Linked DNA regions of Mus musculus: all the other regions are linked to region 2. The links are chromatin contacts, called in public Hi-C maps. All regions are on one chromosome and are shown on one strand. The core of a region is the stretch at or near the end of the contact, and the rest is flanking DNA. Distances in the headings are between cores, read along the strand shown. Region 1 overlaps Gm32360 (a long non-coding RNA gene). Region 2 holds the start of Rnd3 (Rho family GTPase 3). Region 3 overlaps Gm13497 (predicted gene 13497).

Region 1 (4,645 bases), core at 1,429-3,928, 66 kb after region 2:
TCAGGTCTATAGGGTGGGTGGGCCTTGATTATGAAGTCTGCTTCCCCACACAACTTTACCTGCCCCTCACACTAGGCCTGATCCTCAGAGAGCACCCTACCCCGAAAGATACAACAGAGAAACTCATTCAATCCCTGCCTTTCACAGGGAGGGAAGAAGTGTCAACGCATTCATTAAGTAAATTGCTTCGGGACAGTCAAGTCTGGGATTCCGTTTCTGGGTCAGAAAAAAAAAAGTATGCCAATTTACAAAACAATACAAATGCTACCGCGTGTGCGTCTACAGAGCGTTCATCGCATCCACAGGCAGCCTGTTTAATATTCTTATCTTATCGTTCTAAACCCAAAGAGACTTGGTGGTGGGCGCCATTATCCCAGTGGGCCCCAATTTAGATAAAGGAAATATTCTGGATCAATAGGTAGAAATTCAGGCAAAATAAAAGGGTGAGAAAGAGGAGGGGAGAAGATGACTTAAACATATGGGGGAAGCACTTACCTATTCCCCACTGTGTGACAGGCACCAGGGCTCTAAAGATGAAAGGTGCCATCCCATTAGGAGCTGCTTGTTCTGCAGGCAGGGAGGGGCAGAAGGTACCAACCGTCGTTACATACTTCTTCACGATGCTCGCAGAAGTGGGACTGTGCTTGGAAAATCACACAAAGTTTGACACGTGAGTATCATTTTGTGCTGGGCATTGAAGTATGAGCTCAAGTTTGATTTTGTCAATTCTGTGGAGATTCGTCACTAGCAGCAGTAGTTCAACTTGAGTGAAGGGTCCACGAGTAGGCCCTGGCACGTGGAGGGTTTCCATAATGGCTTTAAAATCATCCTGCTTAGCTTTCTAAAATAAATTTTTTTTTCTGTTTGGTGTGGCAGCACTTGCCTTTAATTCTGGTCCTCTAGCAGGGGAAAGGGGAGCAGAGGCAGGCAGATCTCTCAAGGGCAGTCTGGTCTTCTCTACAGAGTGAGTTTCAGGACAGCCAGAGCTACACAGTGAGAATCCTGTCTCAAAAGAAAAACAAACAAACACACAAACAAACAAACAACAATAGATGTTTTTCTTCATAAGCAGTCAATGCTTGCCAACAAATGTTTGGCAGCAACCACGTGCATGAGCAGAGGCGCAGAAAGTGAGCTAGACTCGGTCAGTCCACTGGGCGAAATGGACGCTCAGGATGGTGAGGTACAGAAGACGCCTCTGAGGCAAGGGCACTGGGTACAGGGAGCGGCGATCCCCTACCTCAGCAACAGATTCTTTTGTTAATTTATGGATTTATGTTACATTTGTTCGCAGCTTCCCTTCCCTCTCCTCTCTGTCCCTCCCTCTCACCTCCTCTCTCCCTGTCCTGCTTCCCTTTTTCCTCAGAGAAGAAGATACCCCGCATGGGTATCAACACACCTTGGCATTTCAAATTGTAGTAGGACTTCTCTTGAGAATAGACAAGGCAGTTTAGTTAAAGACACCAGCAGAGATAGCCCCCTGCTCCACTTATTAGAGGTCCTACATGAAGACCAAGCTACCCATTTGTTACATATGTGTAGGGGGCCTAGGTACATCCCAGCATGCTCTTTGGTTGGTGGTTCATCTCTGCGAGCCCATATGGGCCCAAGTTAGTCAATTCTGTAAGTTTTCTTAGGTGTCCTTGACCCCTCTGGCTCCTCCAATCCTTCCTTCTTCTCTTCTATCCAATTCCACAAGCTCTGCCTTGTGTTTGGCTGTGGGCCTCGACTCCTCAGCAATACTTCTTTCTGCTTAGCTTTATTTTATGTCTTCCTTCTTAATTATTTTCCCCTCTGCCCCTCACATAAGCAACGTCTAAAGTTGTATCAAATGATGATGCACATCATGCTCCCAAAAGACCTGACTAATCAGCAGCCGATTTTGAGCCCATTGGACACCGGTGTTGTCATCCAGGAAGGAGGAGAGGTCAGGTGAAAACTGGAGGCAGAACAGGCTGGAGAAAGAGAAGGAAACTTCAAATATCCAGAAACAGGGACGATACTTCTCTTTTTCTTTGCAAACATAACCCCAGTGTGATGCACTCTTTCCATTGACCACTGTTTGATTCTTGTTTGTGTTTTCCTACCTTTTCAGAGTAGCTTAGACTGGTTTATCTCCTCGATCCAGTTCCTTAAGCTTGGAGATGATTAGGATGGAAACAAAAACTGCAGGTCCCTGAGTAAGTCTGAGGCAATTGAAATACAGTCAGGAAAAAGAAACTGGGGCAGACCGTAGCTACATAAATTAATACGGTGAAAGAGGCAACGTCCCTATTCTGGTGGTAAGCGGCGATCTAGGCTTGTATAGAAAACCGAGTATTAAAGCCTTTCTCGTTTGGGCACCCCGTTTCTTCTCAACCCCATTGTCTTGTTCTCAGAAAAGGAGGCAAGAAAGACCTGAGGAATCCATTTTGGGGGTGCCTAGAGGTGGGGAGTCCTTGAAAAGGAGGTGTAAAGGGCTTAAGTCTATTCATCTCACCCTTTCACTTTCCTCTAAATGGAAGTGTGGTGTTGATGCCAGTGCCCAGGCCAGAGGAGCTGGCAGAGCGACTTGCTTCAGGCAGCTGAAGCTTTTCACAATGACAGCTTTTCTCCCAATGTGTCCTGGTAGGAGTTTGAGTTGACAGACAATAAAGGATGGGGAGGGGAGGGATTCCGACACAGGCTGAACAGCCATTACCCTCGTCTCCATAACAGCCAGTTGGCTAATGGACAAAGGGAACAAATCCAGTGTGGGGTGGTGTCCCAGGCCCCGACTGCCTTGAGTTGTCTTTGGTGAACTCAGAGGCAGACAGCGAGGCTATTATCCCCTGCTGTCCCTCTGTGGGCCAGTGATCCAAGGCTTAGGAAATGAAATGGGTCTAGCATCAGAAAAAAAAGTCTCTGTAGAGACATGTTAGAACACTACAGTGTAGAAATTTGTTTCCCAAGACCATGATGAGAGGCCATAAAAATGGTCTTTTCACCTCACCTGCACATAACCTGGCACCTACTGGGTGCCACTTAAGCAAGGAGGACGTTTAAATTAAATTGCACAAGGAATAACAGGTATCAGAATTTGGGATATTGCCCTATACTTGAGAACAGTAAATTTCACCGCCCAAATTTTTTGGTATTCTTTAACTTGTTTGAAATTCCTTTCCTTTTGAAAGAATTAAATAGTATATTGTTATTTCATAATTAAAGAGAATAAACAATCAGGTTTGCTTGGCATGGTGGCATATAGTTCTAGCACATGGAGGTTGAGGCAGACAGTCATGAGTTCAAAGTCAGCATAGGCTACACAGTGCAATCCTGTCTAAATATATAGATAAATCTTTTGAACATGTCCTGACGCATAGCTAGCAAAGGCCAGTAATTCCCTGAAAGCCCCTAGAGCTTCAGGCCATTAGTGACAGGAACCACAAAATCACACAATGAGTTTTCATGATTTTGATAAGCACATTTTTGAGGGATAATCTACAGATGAATGAGACATTCAACAGAGTCCCTGAAAGTAGCCAGGAAGCTAGTCACTGACAGAAGCATCAAATGGATTGCTTCTTTGCTTTGCCAGGTACCAGTGTATGTTTATATATTACGATGAAGAAAAGACCAGAAAATTCTCTTCTGAATGTTATTACTACAATTATACAACAAAACCCCACAACTCGACTCTTGGCATGGTTAGTGAACAGACCTCCTGCAAAGTGAAACAGTGAATTTTATAGGCAAACTAACAAAAGGGGTTTTCTGTCATGAACGAAAGGGAGTGGCTGAGAGATTATCCTCCAGAAGGAGAGCCCACACACACTGGAGTCTCAGGCAGCTTGATAGCTATTTCAGAGCAGTCCTTTGTGACATCCCTCCACTGAGGAATAAATGATGTATGAAACGAAGACGCACCAACTCTGCAGGGAGTGCACACAGGACACTTCCAGCTATAATGTGCAGTTTCTGATGGGTTTTGGCTGTGACCCCTGGGCACAATTTCCATTCAGCTCCGTCGAGCCAGACAGCCTTCTACAGCCTGAAACATGAGAATCCACACTCTCTCTTCTCCAAGGCAGCAAGCAGTCTTCCTCTTGAGTTTGCTTGTAAATTTCCGTCATCGCAGACACGTCTCTACCTTGGCCCGTCAACAGTCAGCTCCAGTGGTGGATGTTCATTATTCCAGTTATCAGCACAATATATCACAAAATCTGGTGAAAAGGTACTTGAAATCTGTGAAATCACCGTCACTGGTGTGTTCAAAGCTTCTGGCAGGAAGAATAGCAGGTGTGCAGGTCCTTGAGGGCATCCAAACACAGCCTTCGTCATGTTGTTTGTTTGTTTGTTTGTTTAAAAAAGCAAAGCAAAGTTCCAGCATCTGCCACCCAGGTGGGATTAGAATTCTATGACAAGAAATTCGTGTCCATGCAGGGTTGACAAAGGGTTGACAAAGGGTAGAAGATTACCATAGCAATCAGCGAAATGTGGAAGATCTTGCTGATAGACGTTTTTCATCCTTCTAGAGAACACATTCTGAGAAACAGGAAGTTCTAGAAAGACACATTCATTATCAAGTATGCCCATAGAACAATGAATAAGATGCGAGTTTAAAAGGCAATGCTTTAGAACAAATGCAGATATCGGGACAGGACTGGGTTTTTTGTTGTTGCTTTTT
Region 2 (4,456 bases), core at 466-2,965:
ATAGGATACTTTTCCCTCTGTGACATGACAGTGCAACCTAAGACTTTAAGAGATGATATTGGGGCAAACGAATAAAGCTCTGCCAAGCAAATTTTGGCAAATGCAGACATATGACCTCGGCCAGCTCTGCCCTTTCCATGGTCAGCCTGTGTAAAACACACCTATCCCCAAAGATAGATTCAGGACTGTCTTTAGGGGACGACTTCAAGGTTCTCGAGTCTGAAAGAAGTAAGATAGCATTCTAGGTCCTGTGATTTCATGATTCTAGTAATTCACTACATATTCAGTCACTATACTTTCCTTAAAGGGTTGTGTGTGTATGTGTAAGTACTTATATGTATGTGTTTAGTATATGTGTGGAAGCCAGAGGTTGTTTATCTTCCTCAATTTCTATCTACATTATCTTTGAGTCATGGCCTCTCACTGAATCCTGAGTTCCTCAATTTGACTGGATTGGCTGGCTAGCAAGCCCCACGGATCCTCTGGGTCTGTCTCAGGAGTGCCTCCTTATATGGGTGCTGGTGGTGAAATTCAAGTCGCACTTGACCAAGCCCTTCACAGGCTGAACTTTCTTCCCAGACACCTTCACTACAAATTTAATAACTGACGCTTCCTGGCTGTCGGGGTGACTGGCAATGAAGACACTGTTCTCAGAAGACAAGAGAACAAACACAGTCTTGTCTGTCTCTTCTAAGACTTGTTGAAAGGGAGACTTGGAATGACTGGAGTACGTGTGTGGAGGAGGGGAGTCCCTAAATTTTCCACAATGAGCATGTGTGCTTTTTAAGTCCAACTCCTTGATTCTTAGGTGAAGGAGGGAGGGTACAGCTGAAGGGAGCAAAGAGTGCTTAGACCCCTGGTTCTAGAGCTGTCACAGAGAGAGTGGCAGTTGCGGCCAAGTTTCTGATAGTTTTTGTCATCTCTCTTTTTTCTCGCCCCTGCACCTATTCACATTATCATGTCACTCCCCAAAGCCTCCTACCTTCTCTGGAATAGCTGAATCTGACAGTTTAAAAAGCCAGTCCTCTACAAAGGTCAAGGAAAACGAGTTCTAGTGTTTGAAATAAATCATCTATGTTATTATGTACTATATATGTAGATAGATAGATAGATACATAGATAGATACATAGATAGATAGATAGATAGATAGATAGATAGATAGATAGATAGATAGATAGATAGAAGATAGATGATAGGTAGGTAGATAGATAGATAGATAGATAGATAGATAGATAGATAGATAGATAGATAGATAGATAGATAATGATTTTATGGGTTTGGGAACACAAAAACTTAGCCTTTCCCTTCCAAGATTTACTTCTGTATTATTAATTTGATTGGGAATTTTTTTTTTTATTTTCACAAATGATGACGAGGCTTCTGGAGGCGAGCCCCTTGGAAAGCAATTTGAAAGGAATCCCAATGCAAATCCATGTGCACAGATTATCTGCTTCCCCTCACCCTGGCCCTGAACAACCTACCCATCTGCAAATCCTGCCTGGCACCTTCAGGTTATGCCAGAACCTGGGTCTGCAAGCCATCCTGCACGCCACCCTAGAGGGCGCGCTGCTTACACTTTCCGCCAACGGGGCGGCCGTGCTGGCTCCCAGGCTCCATAAAAGGGGAGGAGGCGGATCGGTTTCCTTCTCTCATTGAGAAAGCGGAGCGGATTGGAAGGCTGGGCGTATAAAGCGGCGCGGAGAGCGTGAAACAAAGCAGACCGATCGGAATTGGACTTGGGAAGAGAGGCGCGGAGTCAGGCAGAAAACTTGTAGGAGAGGAGTAAAGAGCCGCTGCCTCTCCTCCTCCACTCCGCTGTGCTTAAAGGGGTTCCCGCCGGCCTTGCGATTTATTTTTATATCTGCTTTTTATAGAGAGAAGTATATATATATATATATTTTTTCTTCTAAAGAGAAAATTCCTGTTCCAAGAGAAAATAAGGCAACATCAATGAAGGAGAGAAGAGCCAGCCAGAAATTATCCAGTAAATCTATCATGGATCCTAATCAGAACGTGAAATGCAAGATAGTAGTAGTGGGCGACAGCCAGTGTGGGAAAACCGCGCTGCTCCACGTCTTCGCCAAGGACTGCTTCCCAGAAGTGAGTGTGACCCGCACGTCTTGAGGGGAGCGGCTGGTGGGGTCCCCGGTCTGGAGGACTGCGCCTTTCTCCTGCTTCACTGATTTTCTTGAAAATCTTTCTCATGCCCAGCCGTCTCTGCCGCCACACGGCCGGGAAGCGAAAGTGTCCTGGAAGGGTCTTGGCTGGGACCCGCCAGCACCCTGGGCTCTTGGCCCCAGAAACTTGCTGGTTTCAGTGTGGGAGGCCGGGTGGGGAGACCTGGGTGGGCTCTCGGGAGGGGGCTGCGTGTTTACTGTGTAAGGAGTGTGAGGTTGTTGGTGGTGGTGGTTTTTTAATTGGGGGCTTGGTGGTTTTTCAAGTGTTCGATCTACGGGTCGTGTTTTTAATAATCTCTTTGCCACCTTCCTCTTCTGTCCCTTTCGTTCGTCCAGAATTACGTCCCTACGGTGTTTGAGAATTACACTGCCAGTTTTGAAATCGACACACAAAGAATAGAGTTGAGCCTGTGGGACACTTCAGGTAAGACTCGGCACACCGCGTGGCGGTCTGAACCGGTGCGCCCGGGGGCTCGGGATCTGGTGCCCTGTCTGCTAATGTGGCTCCTTGAGGGACTTCCCGGTCCCGAGCCGCCGGAAAATGTTATCCTTTCTGGGCAGGGGCAGCAATGGGAGTGATTGTGGTCTTGGGGACAGGAGGACGCTAGGTGTCCGGAGTGACCCTGCTGGAGGAGCCTCTGGTGGCCGCATGGCCTTGTGTTGTCCTTCCTTGGAGCCGTGCCGGAGCGGGCCGCCAGGGTGGCCCAGTGCTGGAGCATACAGAGCAGCGTGGAAGCCCTCCCGCTCGCGGAGGAAGCCCCTCATGGGTGTCACCAGCCATCTGGTTTGGGGGCAGGGGCGCAGGCTGAGCTGGGAGAAGATCCCCAAAGCCTCCGGGTTGCGTGGGGTGTTCCAGGCTGAGGGAGATGGGTGAATGGCCGGAGCCAGCGCCCGTGACGCCTACTGTCAGGAATGCGCTGGTGGTGCCGGCAGCGGCCACCGCGGGGCCTCCGCCCCCGCAGCCTCTGTGCCACCGGTGCAGAGCGGCTTCTGCGGCCGCCCAGGGATCACTCTGTGCCAGCTCTCCGAACATACCACTCCCCTACCCTTTTGCTTCGGCTTCGCCTGCCTGCAGAGCCGCAGGCAGCACCGATCGCCTTTGACCTTCCTGTCTACTTGAATTATTGGCGCCTTGGAGGGTTCCGTCCAGAGGTCTAGGGTTCAAGGCCGGGTTGTTGCCTTCCCATGCGCCCACCCACCAACGTGGCACAAGGTGGTGGGGAGGGCAGATTTTCGCGGGCAGGAAGGCTGGCAGCCCCGGCTGAGTTCGGGGAAGGGACAGTGAGGACTGAGCACCCCCCAACCCCCACACACCCCCGGTATCAAGACTGGCCAGAGGCTCGTCGGGAGAAACGCCTACTGTTAGTAGAAACCATACCTTCTCCAGAGGAGCAGAAACTACCAATCTGGGAGGGGAAAAGCCGGTGCTGGTGGGGAACTGGGCTGCCAGACAGATTAGGGCGAAACTGGCGAGGAGGAGCGCACAAGCGCCAACACGCAGGGTTGCTGTCAGGCGGGGTGGCCCGAGGTGGAGCCGTGCTCAACTGGGAGTGGCCTCGTGGAGCTTCAGCGAGCTTCCCACACCCTGGGCTGGAACCTCTGAGGGACTTGGGGAATTAGACTGTGGGAGGAAGGGGCCAGAGTCCCAAGATCTCCAGAGGCAACCCTCAGCACAAAGGCTAGAAGAAAGACTAGAGGGAAGTCTTGCACCGGCGCCTCTCACGGTCGGTGCCAGATGCTCAGACTGCTGCAGTGAGAAGGATGGATCCAGTTTCCCTCCGGAGAGTCAAGTTCTTCCTTGAGCTGCGCCAAGGGCGTTTTTGTGGTTTTTGTTGTCCAGATTGCATACGCAATCTTGAAACTATAGAGAAAGTGTTGATGGAATTCTAGGGGTTTATTACTACTTTCGATCATAAGAATTATTACATAGCCTAGTATTTTATTAGGCTCCTGTTCTCAGACATATTATGGTAATTGTTATGCCTAGTGAGCCGGACAGCTGGTGTGGTACCAACAATTAGCACCAGCATCCCCGTCCCCCCCCCGTCCCCCCAACCCCCAGCCCCGTTTGGACTTACACTCGATAAGAATTATTTAGGCGTGGAGTGGGGCAGTGCAGTGGGTCTGATACAGTCTTTGATACAAAGCTCTGTTTCCATCTCAGCTCCTGGTTACCAGGGATTTCTATGTGCAAATCCTCTACCTCCCTGGGTCTCATTTTCATCATCTGTAAAAAGAGGGCAGACGCTGGGCTAGATAATGTGCAAGATCTCTTCCC
Region 3 (4,621 bases), core at 814-3,313, 120 kb before region 2:
AACGTTGTCATGTTAGTACATCGAACTTGACTTTTAAACGCTAACCCTTGAAGGTCCTACTGGGGAATGGCGGGTGCCTGAACTGTAGTACAGTCATGTTTAGGTTTAAATCCTGGTTGCTGCCATTTATCAGCTCTTGGGACATCATGCCTTTATTTACAAAATTGGAGCAAAACTCATTGCATGGGAATGTAGCTAAAAGACATCTGTGTTTAAAAAGTTTATGGAAAGAAAAATCACGCCAAATATGGTGGTCATTTTTAGTTTATTATTGATTTTCTTGAAAACGTTTGCTCTTTGCCCTACTCAGGTGCTCTCACACGCAAGATTAATTATTACTCTCAAATTTCATAAGGCACATTTGGCTTTCTGGAAAGATAGGTATGTCCATCTGGAAAGTAAGTTTAAGAAAATAAATATATCTCTCTGGAATGACTAATAGCCCCTTGGGAGGAGCAAAGAACCTGGCTGACTAAGGGTTTTTTCATAGGTCATAGAAATTTTGTCTAGGTCTAAAAAATCAGTGCCCGCCCCCTTCATTAAAAAAAGCCAGGAGAAATCCAAACATCCATGTAGAGACTGTTTTCAAAAATCTCCTTCTGCACTCTACCATAGTCAAGCCCACTGTGTGTTTGGTCCCCAGGTGACCAACACAGTTATGGGATGGGACAGGTAAAAGGATACTTCCATTGTCCAACCCAATCTTCAAAAGTTTGTCTAAGATATATCCTAAGTCAAATCAAAGAATTTGTGTTAATGCGAACAAACAGACATTTTCTCAGGAAACATGATTCTTTTTGTCTCCTTGACTCACAATAAAGCAAAAAAGAATACAGAAATTGGATAGAAGTGTTCCAAATTTAAATCAATTCACAGTGAAAGAAGACTTTATAGAATTTGGTACTCTTAAAAGTCAGAGGAAACACATAGTTTCATATAAGGTTTGGTCTGGTCCCAATGTAGAGAAAAGAATCGAAAATAAGAATTTCTATAAAAAATAAAACAAATTATGTGTAGTCAGTTACAATGAAAATATGTATACTTATAATAGCTCATCTTTTGGGAAATTATGCACACATATGTATATATATATATATGTGTATATATATATATACACATATATATATATGTATATTGCAGCTCACAACAAAATCCAAAGTATGCTAAAAGAAAAGTAAAAGGCACATGAAAAGGCAAGTCTAGCCTGTTTTGCCTGTAAAATAATTTTAAGTCAATCTTTTGTTTTCTTTTTTTCTTTTTCTTTTTTTTTTCTTCCTTTTTTGTTTTTTTTTTTTTAGAGACATGGTTTCTCTGTGGAGCCCTGGCTGTCCTGGACCTCACTCTGTAGACCAGGCTGGCTTTGAACTCAGAAATCCCCCTGCCTCTGCCTCCCAAGTGCTGGGATTAAAGACGTGCGCCACCACTGCCCAGATCTTTTGTTGTATTTTACCCAATAGTGTACTGTAGAGGATTATTTTATCCATCGTGATTATATTCAACATCAATCATTTGCAATGATCTCTGTCTCCTTCTCTTTCTCTTTTTCTCTTTCTCTCTCCCTTCTCTGCGCTGTAGCTCAGGCTGGCCTAGAACTTATGCTTCTCACGCCACAGCCTCCTCAGCACAGTGATGTCAGGCATGGGCCGCATGCTCAGCTTTTTTTTTTTTTCTTAATATCTTCCCTACTACTTCTAAGTACTTTCAATCGTTTCCCCAACATTTTTTAATGTCGAGACATATTTAAATTACTTGACTAATTTTAGTGTGAGCTATACCCCAGTTATCTTCAAATGACTTGTTACAAAAACGTTTCCAATGAAAGGAAGCATTCTTCCAATGAACAGAATTAGTTTTGTGTGTTCCTTGAGATGATAAGTAGATATGCACTGTTAGAACGAAGGCAAAGGAGTTGCTTAAGGGGCAGGAGGCAGCCTAAACCTGAAGCAAGGGAAAGCGCCACTCTGCACACCTCAGCAAAGCTAGCATGAGCCAGGGGTCATCAACTTTACACTCACTTCACATCTCCTCCAGAAGGTGGTGCCTCTCAGCCACTCCCAGATGTTTCTGAGAAAGCCTGGTTCCTCATTCCCCTAGATCCTGATTCTTTAAGAGTGAGTCCTCCCCCACTAAATGAAGTGCAGGAAGAAACATGTTTTTGCATATCCATAACTCCCACATGACAGTCACACAAGAGGTTTGACCTTGAAGGAATGGTTGGGGAGATACAGAGCCATGAGAACTGTAAGTGAAAGACTCACAGAACCATGAAGTATAATGAACAAGACTTTCAAGGCCATCTGTCCTAAGAGTTCTTAGGATCCCAAAAGTTAAGTAAATTGTTGTTAGGAAGACAGGAAACACTTGGAAGTTGTTGGAAATTTCATATGTGTATTTATCTATATGGAATCTAATTTATATTATTCTCTCAAACATACCATATCTCCACATAAGTATTAAACTACAGTCACCTTCTAGAGGGTGAGACACAGTCATAGCATGGTTAAGGAATATGTCACATCACTTCCCGATGCTCAACAGCAGAATTAGTGATGGAACCTTACGCTCCTGAGACATGCCGTTAACCATCCAATTCAAACAGGGTTTTTCCTATTTTTAAGAAATAGAAGAGTTTACCACGTATTGTGCTAAGTTTCTGAATCACATCAAAGTGATTGTTTGGGTAAGTACTCTAAGCTATGCGCATTATACTAATCATCTAGAAAATGCTTATTTGGCCAAATATTCCCATGTTCACTGATTATGTTGGTGTTCTCCAGACATAGCCTAAATAGCAGCACACTCCCACCCTCCAGATCCCGTAAATATTCTGGCATCTCCCCCACTGCCAATAAAACGATTCAGCACAAGTATGCAGCATAAAAGGGAGAGAAATGAGAAACATATGTGGAGTTCTCCACGTGAAATCTATAGCCATTAAGAGACTGATTTGCATCTGTGCCCTAAGCGTGCACTCAGCAGCCAGCCATAGGACTCAGCAAAGGGAGGAGAAGGAGGACAGGGAGAGAGTGATTCGATGAAGAGAAAAATCACAGTATTTCTTTCTAAACCCAAGCAACCAAAGTTAAATCACTGACAAAGCATTCAAACAGGAGGGAGGGAGGGAGGGAGGGAGGGAGGGAGGGAGGGAGGGAGGGAGGGAGGGAGGAGGAGGAGGAAGAGGAGGAGGAGGAGACGGAGGAGGAGGAGGAGACGGAGACCTGTGTTTATTGTGACATGGTATGGTTCCTAAGGAATCTGAGAAAACCAACACTTGTTACAGAGCAACTTGAATAAAGAACCATATAGCATCAAGAGCCCAGATCCAACATGAGCATGGGCATCACAGGCTAAGGAGCAGGCTATGGGAAGGGTCTCACATCCTGCCCCTACCTTTGTGTGAGTCCTTCGCTTTCCCACCAGCCATGAGAGTCGGAAGTTAGTTTCTCATATGAAAACAGTAGAACAAAACCCAAACTTCCTTATGGTGACTGACTGGGGCACGGGCTTCTAAACCGCCCAGGTTTCCTGCTGTGAGGAAGCTCCAGATGTCAGGAAAAAGACAGCTCTGTGGTAGATGATGGGTGGTTTGAGGGAGATAGATGATGTTGGAGTCAGAAGACCACAGAAACTGCCAGGAGCAAGACAGTAAGGCTTGGCAATAGCCATTTGTCAGATGTTTTCCCAACTACAACACCATTGAGGAAGAGAACAGGGCTGAAGTGATCATGGTACCATGAAAAGCTTATGCTAGCAAAATGGAGAAAGCAAAAACAACAACAACAACAACAACAACAACAATACACACACACACACACACAAACACAGACACCACCCAGTGTCTTCAAAGCACATCTGGTAGCATGTTTCCAAATTTGCATTCCATGTGATAGGTACATCATTTAGCATAAAAGGAGGTGTTCTATGTGGTAAGAAACATCATATGGAAGGTGATAAGGGCTGAAACTGGAAGAAGAGGACAACCAAGAAGATGGAGCCTGATAGATAAGCCCCCAAAGGTCCCTTTTTTTTAGTGGTTGGTAATATGAAGAAGGTACTTTAGTGATTCTTTCCATCTTTGCAGTGACTTGTGTGTATATTAGCTAGCCTGATAAACAATTTACCTTATTCTTTATTTATGAAGGTATGAGATCCTCAGTTGGTGAGTGTCACAACCATAAAGCACCAGTCTCTATCCTATCTCATAAGGACAATGTGCACAAACTGTTCACTGTCTCTCGGGACCCTAATGGCCTTGCTTTGGTGGCCTACTTGCTAGAGAAGACTTTGCATCAGAAGCTACCACATCAAACTGTCACGTTAGCTCTATGGAAACAGCTCAACTGGGATGCCTTTATAATGGAGTTAATGTCTTGGCTTGTTCAATAAAAGGGGTCTTCAGCTTTCTGTGGCCTGTGTTCAAAAAATTATACTTCCTGTGACACATTTATACTAATTGTTGGGTGGGATTTTATTGGTTGCCACTTTAACATTGTTCTACCTGGTGCTACTGAACGCTGGACAGTAGATATCATTGGTTCTGCAGTAGCAGAATAGATTAGCTTACCTTCCACCCAGGTTTGCTTATTTGGGAAGATGCTATCTTGATCAGTATTCTAGTGTT

What was found. A called contact is a pair of places that touch in the nucleus more often than the background predicts.
Region 1: a contact with region 2 is called in a Hi-C map of cerebellum, with 2.2 times the contacts expected there. The contact joins the enhancer-like site here to the promoter of Rnd3 in region 2. A contact is called at or near these places in 1 of 39 promoter capture datasets (embryonic stem cells), 18 of 484 Hi-C or Micro-C datasets (the N1E-115 cell line, astrocytes, brain and 10 more), 18 of 115 datasets of contacts at active chromatin or transcription factors (astrocytes, bone marrow-derived dendritic cells, bone marrow-derived macrophages and 6 more) and 2 of 9 other capture datasets (adipose tissue and embryonic stem cells).
Region 3: a contact with region 2 is called in a Hi-C map of embryonic fibroblasts, with 10 times the contacts expected there. The contact joins the enhancer-like site here to the promoter of Rnd3 in region 2. A contact is called at or near these places in 4 of 39 promoter capture datasets (the 3T3-L1 cell line, 3T3-L1-derived adipocytes, cranial neural crest and 1 more), 1 of 15 datasets of contacts at CTCF or cohesin (the NIH/3T3 cell line), 34 of 484 Hi-C or Micro-C datasets (the C2C12 cell line, the HL-1 cell line, the MC3T3-E1 cell line and 17 more), 6 of 115 datasets of contacts at active chromatin or transcription factors (bone marrow-derived macrophages, craniofacial prominence, embryonic fibroblasts and 3 more) and 1 of 9 other capture datasets (adipose tissue).

The regions. Positions count from the first base shown.
Region 1 is chr2:51,080,879-51,085,523 of GRCm38.p6, reverse strand. It overlaps Gm32360 (a long non-coding RNA gene), which reads left to right. Exons shown (of 4, transcript XR_374358.3): 3 at 574-670. Among named protein-coding and RNA genes, the nearest start is that of Gm32360, 5.1 kb to the left of the region's middle. Within about 2 kb of position 2,678, at least 35 of the 459 cell types and tissues checked have an H3K27ac peak or open chromatin away from gene starts, as enhancers often do. A contact at or near this core is called in astrocytes, brain, cerebellum and 2 more, where this site is marked.
Region 2 is chr2:51,146,370-51,150,825 of GRCm38.p6, reverse strand. It overlaps Rnd3 (Rho family GTPase 3), which reads left to right and starts at 1,715. Exons shown (of 5, transcript NM_028810.2): 1 at 1,715-2,101; 2 at 2,515-2,602. The coding sequence starts at 1,952.
Region 3 is chr2:51,266,148-51,270,768 of GRCm38.p6, reverse strand. All of the region lies in intron 1 of Gm13497 (predicted gene 13497), which reads right to left. Among named protein-coding and RNA genes, the nearest start is that of Gm13497, 27 kb to the right of the region's middle. Within about 2 kb of position 2,063, at least 20 of the 459 cell types and tissues checked have an H3K27ac peak or open chromatin away from gene starts, as enhancers often do. A contact at or near this core is called in craniofacial prominence, embryonic fibroblasts, embryonic limb bud and 2 more, where this site is marked.